Regions from separate parts of the Mus musculus genome. Here region 1 is linked to region 2. The links are chromatin contacts, called in public HiChIP or PLAC-seq maps. All regions are on one chromosome and are shown on one strand. Each heading gives the region's core, a stretch centred on a gene start, on an enhancer-like site or on the middle of the called end of the contact. The rest is flanking DNA. Distances are from core to core; before and after follow the strand shown.

Region 1 (6,035 bases), core at 2,095-4,594, 260 kb after region 2:
ATGGGAAGCTCAATTAGGAGTCTGTCATACTATTAAGACAAATAAAATATTTCTTAGCTTTCATTAAACTTAGCAGAGAAGCCAGAGCCAACTATTATAGTGTACATAATCATGCTTTGTTAAGCTTCAGTTTCCTAGCTTAAAAAGTAAAGCACCGAGTATAGAGATGTTTTCTGTACGTATTCACAGTGGCATTGTATTCCGTCTCAAAGATGAAAGAAATTATGGCATTTTGTAGGAAAATAGACAAGCTAAAAACCATCATGTTAAGTGAAGTGAGATAGACTCGGAGATTCAAACATTCTATGTCCTCTTGTATATAGAATCTGGATTAAAAAATACATAATGGTAGACTGGATTCTCTTTAGGAAGAGGAATGGATCAGAGAGAGAGGGGAAGGGGGCAGGGAAAAAATACTGGGAGGGTGAGTGTGATAATGCTACATTATATACATGTATGAAAATATTACAATGAATCAATTATTATGCAAAATTAATATACTTTATTGTATAATGCACAATTAAAGACATCTTAAAGGAAGTGAAGTAGTACAATGTTTGGCAATGAATGGCTTTAAAATATTTCTAGATGTTTTGAAGATTTTGCTTTTATTTTAAATTACATGCATATGAATGTCAATGTGTGGGTTTTTGTATGTGGACGCAAGTGGTGGTAGAGGCCAGAAGAGAGTTTTGGATCCCCTGGAGTTGGTAATTGTGGGATTCCCAGTGTGGGCGCTGAGGAAAAACCGTAGATCTTCTGGAAGAGCAGCACAGTCATTAACTGCTGAGCCACCTGTTCAGTCCCCCAATTTTTTTCTCATTGTAATTGAACTAGTATTTCCTGAGGATCATGTTTTCCTCAAGAGAACTGCATAACACAGTAAATTGTAGTTTTGTTATTACAAAGGAGAATATCCTTTTACCTGTTCATTTTCAACTTACACATAGCAGTTCATAACCTTAGTTATTGGGAGAGCAGATAAATGTCTCGTTCAATTACTAAGGAATCAATGATGTACCAGGCACAAGTTGAGCCATGGATGGTCATGAGGGTGAGTCCTCATCTTTCACTAAAAAAAAGAGCAGGCTGAAAATGTCGGATCTTGAGCTTGCTTAGGCATCTAACTGCATAGAAGTCAGGGCAAGAAGCCAGATCCATAAAGGGAAAAATACCACCTTTATGGGAATAGTAAAATAGAATGACTCCTTGGAGCCCTGCTCCATTTCAAAATAAATATAGAAAATTTGTGCAGGCTTACTTGTGTGCCTGTGTTCTACCCACTGCTGCTAACCTGTATCAAATTCTTTAAAAATATTTTTAATATGGTAAATATTTAATTAGAAAATTAACATTTATATTTGAAAAACAATGTAGAATGATGTATAGGAAGATTTTGAAAATGAAAATGAGAGCAGTATGACATTCAATAGCTCAACTGGCTAAATGTTATTAATATAACTACTCCTAGTTTCATGGGGTTACTAAGTTTACTGCTTTTCTTAAGAAAAGGAAAATAACCAAAAAATGACCAATTAAGTTTCAATACTGTGTACATTTCTCTGGGCAAGATGGCCTATGAAAGTAAAGACAATGTTGCATTAATTTACCAATACAGTTACAAGAACAAAAATAAAATGTTTATTTTATATTTAAAAATTACAATTATAGAGTTGAGCAGATGACTCAGAGGGTAGAGGCACTTCCTCCAGGCACAACGACCTGAGTTCATTCTCCAGGACATACATTTTGAAAGGAGAGAACTCACAGATTATCTCCTCATTTCACAGGTATGCTATGGCGGATGTGTGTGTGTGTGTGTGTGTGTGTGTGTGTGTGCGCGCGCACACATGCACGAACATACACTAAATAAATGGGCAATAATGAATTATAAAAATAAAAATGTATGAGACTTATTTTTCTCTGTTGTAAGTTGGAAATAATAAGAGTAATATTAACACAAATTTAACAGTTTTGTCTATAGAAGAAAAAAACAAAATAATGACTTTTGAGTCTTTGCTTCATACCTGGACCCCATTGTGCTCAATTCTTATTTGATATTATTATAATAGGTAGTGTCTTTAAAATCAAGTGAATCTTAATATTTTCAAGTCCTAGGGAAGAGAAACAGAAACAGATACAACTGCAGTGGTTTTTGTATAGATGTACTGCAAGCACGTTTGGAGGAATTATTTCTATGATTAATATCTTGTGTACCATGCTCCAGGGAGATTCTGAGCATATCAGAGAATTTCTACACTTTATTTTAAGACATATTTCATATATTTGACCAAAGTTAAGAAAATATTGCTAGATTATTACCCTAATAGGTGCTTTTAAATACTAGTATTAAATGTGAATCCTTGAAAGCCAAGCTTCATGTGCATTAGATCTCTTTGGCAAAAACTCAGCCTTCTTTTTCTTTAAAAACTTTTAGATTAGACTTATTCATTTTATTTTATGTGTGAATGTTTCACTTGCCTGCATGTATGTGCATTGTGTGTGTGCTTGGTGTGTGCAGAAGTCAGATCGCCTGGAATTGGACTTATAGATTATTGTGAATCACCATGCAGGTGATGAGAATTGAACACAGGTCCTCAAGCCATTTCTGTAGCTACCACTGAATTTTCTTACCTGGGTAAATGACAGGAATGAGTTACTTATCAGAAATGACAGAGACTAGCCTTGCTTAGGAACTCTCATGGATGTAGTTGTAAAAATATAAATCAGAATTCTAAAAATGAAGCCCATTCTCTCAGTTCTACTTCCTTCTTCCCCCTTCTCTCCCTTCCAACTTTCTTCCCTCCCTTCTCATCCTTTCTTCCTCCTTCCATTTTTCATTCTCCCCCTCCTTCCATTCCTCCCTCTCTCCCCCTCTCCCTCCCTTTCCCCTCCCTCCCTTCCTTCTTTCCTTCCTTGTATTTTCAATTGACATAACTGTATAGGTTTAAGTATATTGGGATATTATGAGCCATTGCAAACATTGTGGAAGAATCAGATCCAGATAACGAGCATATTCCCACCTCAAGTATATGCCATTTCTTTGTAGTGAGAGCACTGAAATCCTCTCTTTTGCTCTTTTTGAAATACATGTGTTTATTATAATTTGACTCACCTTTGTCTGAGATCCAGCGTTACCCAGTGGTCTTCTTTCCCTCCCAACACTATTCCCAGTTTTCTGCCTTCTTTGTTGTTTTTCTCACTTTTTCTCCTCCTGCAGGGAAGATGATGCTATGAATCCTTCCTCCAGAGACCTTGCATCACAAATGGCCATATGGGTGTCATGTATAATGCATGAGAGGCTGCATAAGCTGCAGACGACTCAAAAGCGAAGCCTCTGAGGCTGGGCTCAGGAGGCAGGCATTCTCTAATAGTAATTAGAAAACCAAGCAGCATCTTTCTACAGCCCTAGTCATTTCATTGGTCTAATAGTGTTGGACAATAATATAGTGCAGTAATGTATGTAGCCTTCCCAACACAATTATTGTGCAAATGCACTTTTTCATTACTAACGAGTTCATTATCTTCAGATTCCTACTTAGGTCTGATGGAAATCTGAGGATACATTTCTAATTGCAGCTGCATCTCTGAGGTTTAAGGAAGAGACAAAATAATGTGAAGTGTAATTTGAAAGTTAATTTTTCAGTGTCGTGCACGAGAAACCATCTGGGTAGAGGCAGGACAGGGACTTTGGTATAGCCTTTTGTGTTGTGGCAGCAGCTTTTGAGAGATGGCCTCTTTAGTCTTTTTCTTTTCTTTCGGCCCAGAAATAATATTTGAAATTAGAGTTTGTGGGCTTTTTTTTTCATTAAAAAATATGCGTTTAAAATTTATCATCAGAGGTTTTATTTTTGAAAGGGAAGTAAATGCAAGAAAATGTAGAAATAATTACTGAGTACTGACTATGCAGAAAAAGCTCTTTATAAACTCAAAAGCAACAAAACACAGCAATCTTTCAGATGCGTCATACCAGACTTCATTTTTTATGTCTTCAAGGACAGGCCGTCAGTTCTTTGGAAACCTTGCAAGGCTAAGCATACTTCCTGTGAAGAACTGGGCCTAGAAATTAGTTTAGATGAGCAGAGGTAAGCTAGTTACTCAAGGTGCCCATTAGATGTTTTATATGTGAAGGTGTCGACATAATTACTTGATAAAATTTTGGGCCCAAAACATTTGACATAATTACACGTATATTTTATAAAAGACAGAACATTGAGTGTTAAAGAATCAGTTTCTTTGAACTGGAAATTCAGATGTCACAACATTGCACAGTTCTTAATTTAATCTCATGTTGGTCCTAGTGGGAGAAGCCAGTGATTCTTTTTATTTTACAAAGAAAGAAGTGAGGACACAGACCAGCAGGAAAGAACAGGCTGTGTATTAATTATACTAGTAAGTTTGGTTCTCTGTGCTAATCTAGTACTTTACTGTGTACTTATCATTTAAATGCCTATATCAAAAAACAACTGTCATGTGTAATAGAACATTGGACTGCAGTGGTTGCACATCTGTAATCCTCAGACTCTCAAGTTCAAGAGGTTGATAGTTCAAGATCAGCCTGCATCATATAGTGAGACCCTGGCACAAACAAACAAAACAAAGCTCAGTCCTAACAAAGGTGATAGAAGAGAACACATGAATACATTTTATTTAGTTGCATGGAGAAATCAATTTAAGGTAAAAAAGGCTTTTAAACTATAAAGCATAAGAAGATAGCTGGTCATATTTTCATCACAATTAAGAATCTGTTTAGTTAAGGATATCACACATAAAAGTAATTAGCATATACCACAGTAGCTGAAGAAGGGGAGATGTAAAAACCAGACAGAAAATTCAGTAGAAATAGCAATGTATACAAAGGAGTTAAAAAGTTAACAGAGAGGTACCCACATCCATTTCAAATGCTGGAAATGCAAACCATAAGACTGTCAATATCTTCCTGGAGTGAGTGGATGACTAAGTAATGGCAGCCGTGGACAGTGTTACTGATGTAAAGAGATCAGCTGTGTTACTGGTAGGAAATAAAACTGATATATCATTCAGAAGGGCTACCAGGCTGATTTACTCAAAAGACCCTCACTGTATTCATCTACATTTTCTTTATCTTTATTGGTATGAGCATTTTACATATATATATGCATGCATGCCTGATGTCTGTGAAAGTCAGAAGAGGGAGTTTCATCCCTGGAACTGGAGTTATGGATGGCTGTGTGTCCTAGTTCTGGGGCTGAAGCCAAGTCCTCTGCAGGAGCAAGTGTTCTTAACTGGTGAGCCATGTCTCCAGTTTTCTACTTCTACTTATTAAGGGAAGTTCTTTTCCTTAATAAATAATCCAAAGAGAGTTCCATACAGATAGATCCATTATGAGACAGTGCTAACATGCTCATGGCTGCAGTATTTGGGTGACGTGAGTTGAACCAACCACAATCGGTGGAGGAGAGAATATGATGGAAGAGCTATACCCATGTGGAAAATACAGACAGATCTTTAAAATGACTTGCAAACTTTATATGCCCCAGTACAGGGGAACCCCAGGGCCAAAAGGGGGGAGTGGGTGGGTAGGGGATTGGGGGGTGGGTATGGGGGACTTTTGGGATAGCATTGAAAATGTAAGTGAGGAAAATACCTAATTTAAAAAAAAACAAAAAAAATGTAAGTCAGTAAGTAAATAAATAAGTAAATAATTGAAAGAAAATAAGAATCTGAGTATTGTATTTAAAACTATAACCTAAATACAAATACACTATATCTATATATGTCTAGATATGCTATTTGAATTGGTTTATTCAACAAATTTTATATTCAGATTTTATGAAACAAAGATCAGAATGGGATATTTGTTTAGGAAGTGAGTAGAGAAGACAGGGAGGCACAGTTATAAAAGGGACCATGTAAGAAAGCCTTTTCTTCTTCCTCCTCCTCCTCTTCTTCCTCCTCCTCTTCCTCCTCTTCCTTTTCTTCTTTTTCTCCTCCTCCTCCTCCTCTTTTTACAGTCCAGTCATTATCCTCCTCCTGGTCTGCCTTCCAACTGTTCC
Region 2 (6,163 bases), core at 3,586-6,085:
CTGCGGCATGGGCCGGGGCGCACGCCTCGCTTCCTCCTCTTCCTCCTTTCAGGCCAGCGTTCGAGGCCGGCCGCCACCGCCGCGATGAGCAGGGCGTCGCGAGCGCAGGGAGGCGGCAACAGGGCGCAGAGACATCGAGACGGCCGGACGTGGCGGGCGGGCAGAAAGAGGCGGGAGAAAAAGATACAAAGACCGTGAGCGAGCGCCGACGGCAGCCGGGAGCTCAAGGGCTGAGCCCTAGCTGGCGTGGGCTCGACGTGCGTGGATCGGAAGGACCTCACCAGCCGGAGCAGGCAGTGGCCCGGAGAGCTCCGCACCGCGGCCTGCGCGGTCAATCAATCTCAGCCCCGCACTTTAGCCCCGCCCTACCAGGCTCCCACCAATCCTTGGAGGCCCCGCCCCCGGTCAACCTCCTCCTCCACTTTCCATTGGCTGCGAGCGTGCCTCCCGCCCTCGCGTCTCACTCAAGTTCCGTGTCCGCCGCCCGCGGGTGGGGCAGCTTCTTCAAGGCTCAGCCTCCCTCCTGCCGGCTTCCTTGTGCTTTTTTTTCCTCCAACCCTTTCCGCGATCACGGTTTTCTGGTACCCAATAGAAATGGGCGACAGCGAACCGGCCTTTAACCTTTCCTTGAATTAATGAGCTTCAGGTTCAGCTTCCTCCTAGGTTTTTTTTTTTTTTTCTTCCTTGTTTTTAATGACCCTTCCCAACTCCTTTTCCTATCCCTGAGAGCTTCAGTTACTTGCAGGAAGCCAGCGCTTTCCCAAGCTCTGTGTAGCAGGTCCCCCTCAACCCCCACCCCTGTCTCAGCCAATCGCAACTGTTGGACGTCGTAGCAAATTTGTTGGGGTCTCTTGGCAGAACAAGAGTCTATCCGAGCCGCGTTAGATACTCAGATGACACCGAGGTCCGTAGCAGATGGGTGGACTGAGAAGGTACCTGCGAGCTCCCAGCGGAATTCGCTGGCAGCTGCGTGAGGCTCTGGTGTTTTGGTTTCTTTGACATTTTCCCAGCTTCAAAGCGGAGAACGGGAGTCAGGGATTGGGCGAACTTCAACGTGTTCGGTTACAAGGTAATTAGATTAATGAGAGTGGTGAGTTTTTATGCAGTGCAATTATGCCACGATTTCTTGTTGCTCGGTGGCTTTTCCACAAGTTTCCAGTCTATTAAATTAATCCAATGGTAGGTCTGTTTCTACCTGACTTGTCCTCCAAAACCTGGGGCAAACCCCCTCCAACTATCTCCAAGGAAAAGGGCTAGTAAACGGAGACAAAAGAAAGCACTTGTGGAGGAGTTGACGATAGGATCCAATTTGTCATCAGATAGTGTGAAGTGGCATCTCCTCTGGAGAGTGGCGTCAGTGCTCCTAAGAGCCACGTTACTTTCCCCCTGCCTCTGCCATTCTCCAAACTGTTGAGGACTGGCATTTAAAATGCACTTAGCGCAATCTAAATTACAGTTTGCAACTTCACCTGCTACATTACCCAGAATCTCTAATTAGGAATCTCCTATCAACTACAGGCACATTAATATTCCACATGTTACAGTGTGCTGATCAATGACCAAGGATAATTGGGGGGCAAGCCTTAAGTCTCCCCATCTTATTCATTAGACACACTGTGGATTCCTCAAACCACCAGATCCCTAATGAAGGAGACCTGTCTGTTTTTACTGTAATTTTTCATTACTTATTACAGGCCATGATGATTCAAGTGGTAAACACACCTTTCACTACTCAAGATATAATCCAAGCCTTATGTCTATCTTTAATATGCTTAATAATAGCCTCAGAGTTGCCTGGAGAAATGACTTTTCATGGGGGGAGGGCTGGAAGAATCTGACAGCTTTACATAATGGTGTATACTAAATGCTATCAGGACAAACATTTTTACCATCTTGCAGTTACTACATATAATAGACGAAACACAGTTCAGAAAATATTAATAAGCATCTTTCTTTTAAAGAGTGATCACATGATGCTCTTCTTAAAAGTTCTTTTAGCTTGGAGCTGTAGAGATGGTTGAGTGGTTAAGAGCAGTGGCTGCTCTCCCAAAAGACCTTAGGTTCACTTCTCAATGCCCACCGGCAACTCACGATAGTCTGTAACTCCAGTTCCAGGGGATTCGAGACCCCTTCACGTTCACAGGCACCAAACACACACATGGTGCACAGACACACATGCAGGCAAAATGTTCTTATACAAAGATTTTAAGTGCTTTTAGATAGCTGATTAACAGCAAAGTGTAGAGTTTTCTTACCTCAATATTTAATTATATCCCCAAAGGTACATTAGGCTATCATTACATCTCATATAAACAAAAGGTTAAAGATCAGTACATTCAATTTGGAGTCTTTCTGCTGATGACTTCGCTTTTTCTGCACTATCTTGTGTGTATATATGTATGTATATATATATATATATATATATATATATATTTTAAATACAAGGGGGTCTAGATATTCTTATCAGTAGAGGGCACCCTCGAGTTGCTTCAAATCCTGATATCAAGGAAAAAAAACTGGGGTGGTGGTGGTGGGGGAGGAGAATCATCTTTAAGGTGTTTTACTGCACCTCTGTTGTAAAATTTGACAAGCTTAAGACATGTATGCCTAACAATTCACTTTTTATTACAGCGAAGTGTTCAGCTGCTAGAGGAAAATGCTATTTTTTTTAAAAATAAAGTACAAGGTGGTTCCTATTTTCATGACATCGGGTTCATTGATACAGTCTGGGGTGAATCTGGATGTTAGTTAGCAAGATTTGAAATCAGCTTGGAAACCAAGAGCATGTTGAATGGCTGGTTATAGGGTGGCCACTCGTCAAAGCTCCCATGCATCAGGTTAAAGCAGAATTTGGGACGGGACAAAGAAAAACCCAGGGAGGAAGCTAGAACAAATGTGAGGATTATAAAAGTTTTACATTTTAATTAGGAAAAAAAGTGAGATGACTGGAAACTTGAGCAACCCCCAAATCCACCTTGTGTCTTGCCATCTGCATTCTTTCTCTCTTCCCCTTTGTTTTCGAGGAGTGGTGAGAACAGAACAGTGCATCTAAGAGACCCAGCAAAGCATACTACACCATGGGCATGCAATTGGGTAATTAAAACGGATGCCAGAAACGTTAATAGATTCTAAACATGATGCAGTTTCATTTCCCAAATCCTTACATAGTGTCTTAACTGTTCCCCAGGTACTGTATCTCCAAACCCAGAAACCTAACATGAGGGTCTCTGCTTAACAGCTCACCCAGGACAGAGAAGTCTGCAATAAGCTATTTGTGTAACCCATTCCGGAGTAAGGGCTCCCCTGCTGCTCGTTGCTCCACAGTGTTTGAAAATAAGGGGCTGGAATAGCCCAGAGTCCAGCAGCATGTAGCGCCTGGCTTGTACTTACATCATTGTTAACCCTTCTGCACCTGGAAGGGGCTCAGCGGGATCAGGATGCCCCCGAGCTCCGGAACACGCAGGACCTAGGTGTAAGAGAAGAGCCCCAGGGCTCCGTGTGAGCGCTGAGCCCCTGGAGAAAGAGAGAGAGACCACGGAGAGTGCAAGGGGTTGCATCCCCGGCCCCTTGATCCCTAACAGACTCCAGTAGGGCTCGCTTCTGGCTCTCAGGGCTAGAAGCGGCAGGTGCAAAAAGCATTTGGGAGCCGCTTGCCAGTGCTTGGAGGTAATGTGCTTCCTGTCCATTTATCTCAGGAAACCAGCACAGCCTTCCCTTCGAAACAAAATTAACCTCTCATTAGCCAGCCACTCACTCCCAAGAAGGCCTTAAAAGCTTTACCCTCTCACTAATGTATTTAGGCTTTTCTTCCAGGCAAACGAAGCCGAGGCTGTACTAACATCAGCCCCAGGGGTTCCTATGGGCTCCCTCAGGAGCCAGCCAGCCTTTCACCAGTCTAGTTTGGGAAATTGGCCAACACAGGATCCCAGTTTGTAGAAGCAGTCCGACCCAACACCCCTGAACGAACTTCACACCACCCCCGCCCCCACGATAAGTTTGTCTCTGTTTTCTTGGGCTCCTCTCACATTAAAGCTTCAGCTCCATTACCCCCGAGGAATGGGGAAGGGAATGGGGAAACTTCAGTGGCCAGCTGTTCCCAGGTCATAGGAGGCGACTGTCCCTTAGGGGAAGCGTCTACGGAAAGCTGGGGGTTGGGGAGCAGCCTTCCTTAGACTCTAGTCGGTTCCAGGCATTGCAAATTAAACGTGGCCAGGAGCTTTTGGAACGCCAGGGCTTTCTCACCCTGGACCCCACAGCCCGGAGCCTGGCAGATTTATACCACACAGGTGGACCAAGACCTAAACAAAACAGTCCCGGCCGCTGCCTGCTATTCGCCCCCCCCCCACCGTCCTCCGGGCCCACCGCAAACTTCAACAAAATAAACAACTCACCACAGGCATTCCCTTGTCTGCAGCGCGACGCTTGCCAGCTGGGAAAATAAGCCGCAAGCCACGCGGCCGGGGCGCAGGAGGGAGGCCACGCCGCGCCCGCCACTCTGCCCCAGGTGGGCGGCAGGCGGGCGGCTCCACCCGGGGGCCGCTCTCCAGATGCCGGTTCCCGAGTGAGCTCCGGGGCAGTGCTTGCACCCTGCCAGCCAGCGGGGCCTCTCTGTCACCTAGGCGGAGAGGGCGGGGAGACAGGTCCCTCTCCCCAACTTCCTCCAAACTGTTCTCTTCCCACCCCTGCCCCACGGCCACAGAGGCAGACAACCTCTGCAGCGCCGGTCCCCAGTCCACCGCTCTACCCTACTGTCCTGCTGGAGACCCGACGGCAGGGAGCGTGGTACGCCTCTCCCCGTTTCCAGGTCCTGCTCTCTCCTCTCCCGCGGTCCTACACACCGGCTTGCACAAAGGCGCCTTTCACGCCGCCAGCGCCGCCCTCTGCGCCGCCCTCCGGGCCCGCAGCGCTGCCTTTACCCACCCGGCTCATCACGGTCCTGCTGCGGGCTCTGCCTGTTGTCAGCCGGACGCGTGCGGTGTTCGCACTCCGCGCCGCCACGACGGCAACAGACCCCCCTCCCCTCGATTTTTCTCCTCGCTTTTTATAGCTGTCCATCAGTGCCCTCAAAAGCACGTCCCTCCAACTATCCTCTAGGGTCTTCCTACTGCGTGTAACTGTGAAGGAGGTGACAGGGATGGTCCTCTGGACGTGTGCGAGCACAAGAGGGTTATCGTTCCTGTCCACCTGAGGTGCCAATATGACTTGGCTTCACGTCGAGAGAAAGGGTAGAAAGAAACCCCTTAGACCCAAATGAGAAAGTGTATTGTAAAAGAACTGGCTCAGGAAATGTTTCAGGACGACGTCCTTTGCATCCCGTGGAAGGAGATGGGGGAGGGGAGATCGAGCTATGTTCTCCAGGGTGATTCTTTTTTTTTTTTTTTTAATAATACAAAGTAAATTATGATTTTATTGTGAAATTCTCATAGATGGAAAATTAAATTGAATATTTATTCTGTCCATTTTTCAATTTACAATAATCTTACCACTTATTTTTGTACCATGTATTTCAATTGTCTGTTTAGTGAAAAATAAACCTGTAATTTCTGGCTTATTTTTAGTTTAATATTTTATCATTAAAGACCTCCAGGGTGATTCTTGAGCTTCATAGATAGTTAGCGGCAGCTCACTCATTCTAGAACAAGAGTGCGGTTTTGTTTTGTTTTCTTTAGTTAAGACAAAACTCTAAGCATCTGGGCTCAGGTAGTTAGTTAATCCTTATCCTCCCCAGATCGCCTTCTCTCCACTAACCTTTACCTGCAGTTTCTCCATCTAACGGTAGGGGCAGCATAGGGTAGTATAAAAAAGGGCGGGACTTCGAGGGTTTAACTTCTGAACCTTGGGTTCACTATCAAGAAAAATGTGGAAGGTTGAGGACTCAGAACTCCCAGGTTCAGAAATTCAATAACAAAAGACCCCTCGTCATATTCCCTGTCTGGATTTTTGCATTTCATTTTCCGTTATCTTCTCTAAATACCAATCAAATTGGGGAGAAAACCAAACCAAACCAAACCAAACCAAACCAAACAAAAATACCTTGAGTCCGTTTAAGGTGTCTGTAAGATACACTGGAACCTGCTCTATTTGGTATTGAGAACAACAACAACAACAACAACAACAACAACAACAACAAAAGGTGGCGGTGGTGGTGTTGGGCTCAGTTAGT

Evidence for each region. HiChIP or PLAC-seq counts read pairs in DNA pulled down with a chosen protein or histone mark.
Region 1: an H3K4me3 HiChIP or PLAC-seq map of neural tube shows a contact between it and region 2, with 5 times the contacts expected there. The contact joins the enhancer-like site here to the promoter of Rgmb in region 2. A contact is called at or near these places in 8 of 39 promoter capture datasets (the 3T3-L1 cell line, cranial neural crest, embryonic stem cells and 2 more), 1 of 15 datasets of contacts at CTCF or cohesin (stem cell-derived epiblast-like cells), 1 of 484 Hi-C or Micro-C datasets (myeloid progenitors), 14 of 115 datasets of contacts at active chromatin or transcription factors (astrocytes, craniofacial prominence, differentiating embryonic stem cells and 9 more) and 2 of 9 other capture datasets (embryonic stem cells and pancreatic islet).

The regions. Positions count from the first base shown.
Region 1 is chr17:16,086,062-16,092,096 of GRCm38.p6, forward strand. No RefSeq gene overlaps it. Among named protein-coding and RNA genes, the nearest start is that of Gm41534, 150 kb to the right of the region's middle. Within about 2 kb of position 3,345, at least 25 of the 459 cell types and tissues checked have an H3K27ac peak or open chromatin away from gene starts, as enhancers often do. A contact at or near this core is called in embryonic basal ganglia, embryonic forebrain and neural tube, where this site is marked.
Region 2 is chr17:15,826,230-15,832,392 of GRCm38.p6, forward strand. Rgmb (repulsive guidance molecule family member B) reads right to left here and starts at 4,836. Exons shown (of 5, transcript NM_001372257.1): 1 at 4,392-4,836; 2 at 3,391-3,466; 3 at 1-45. The coding sequence starts at 3,395.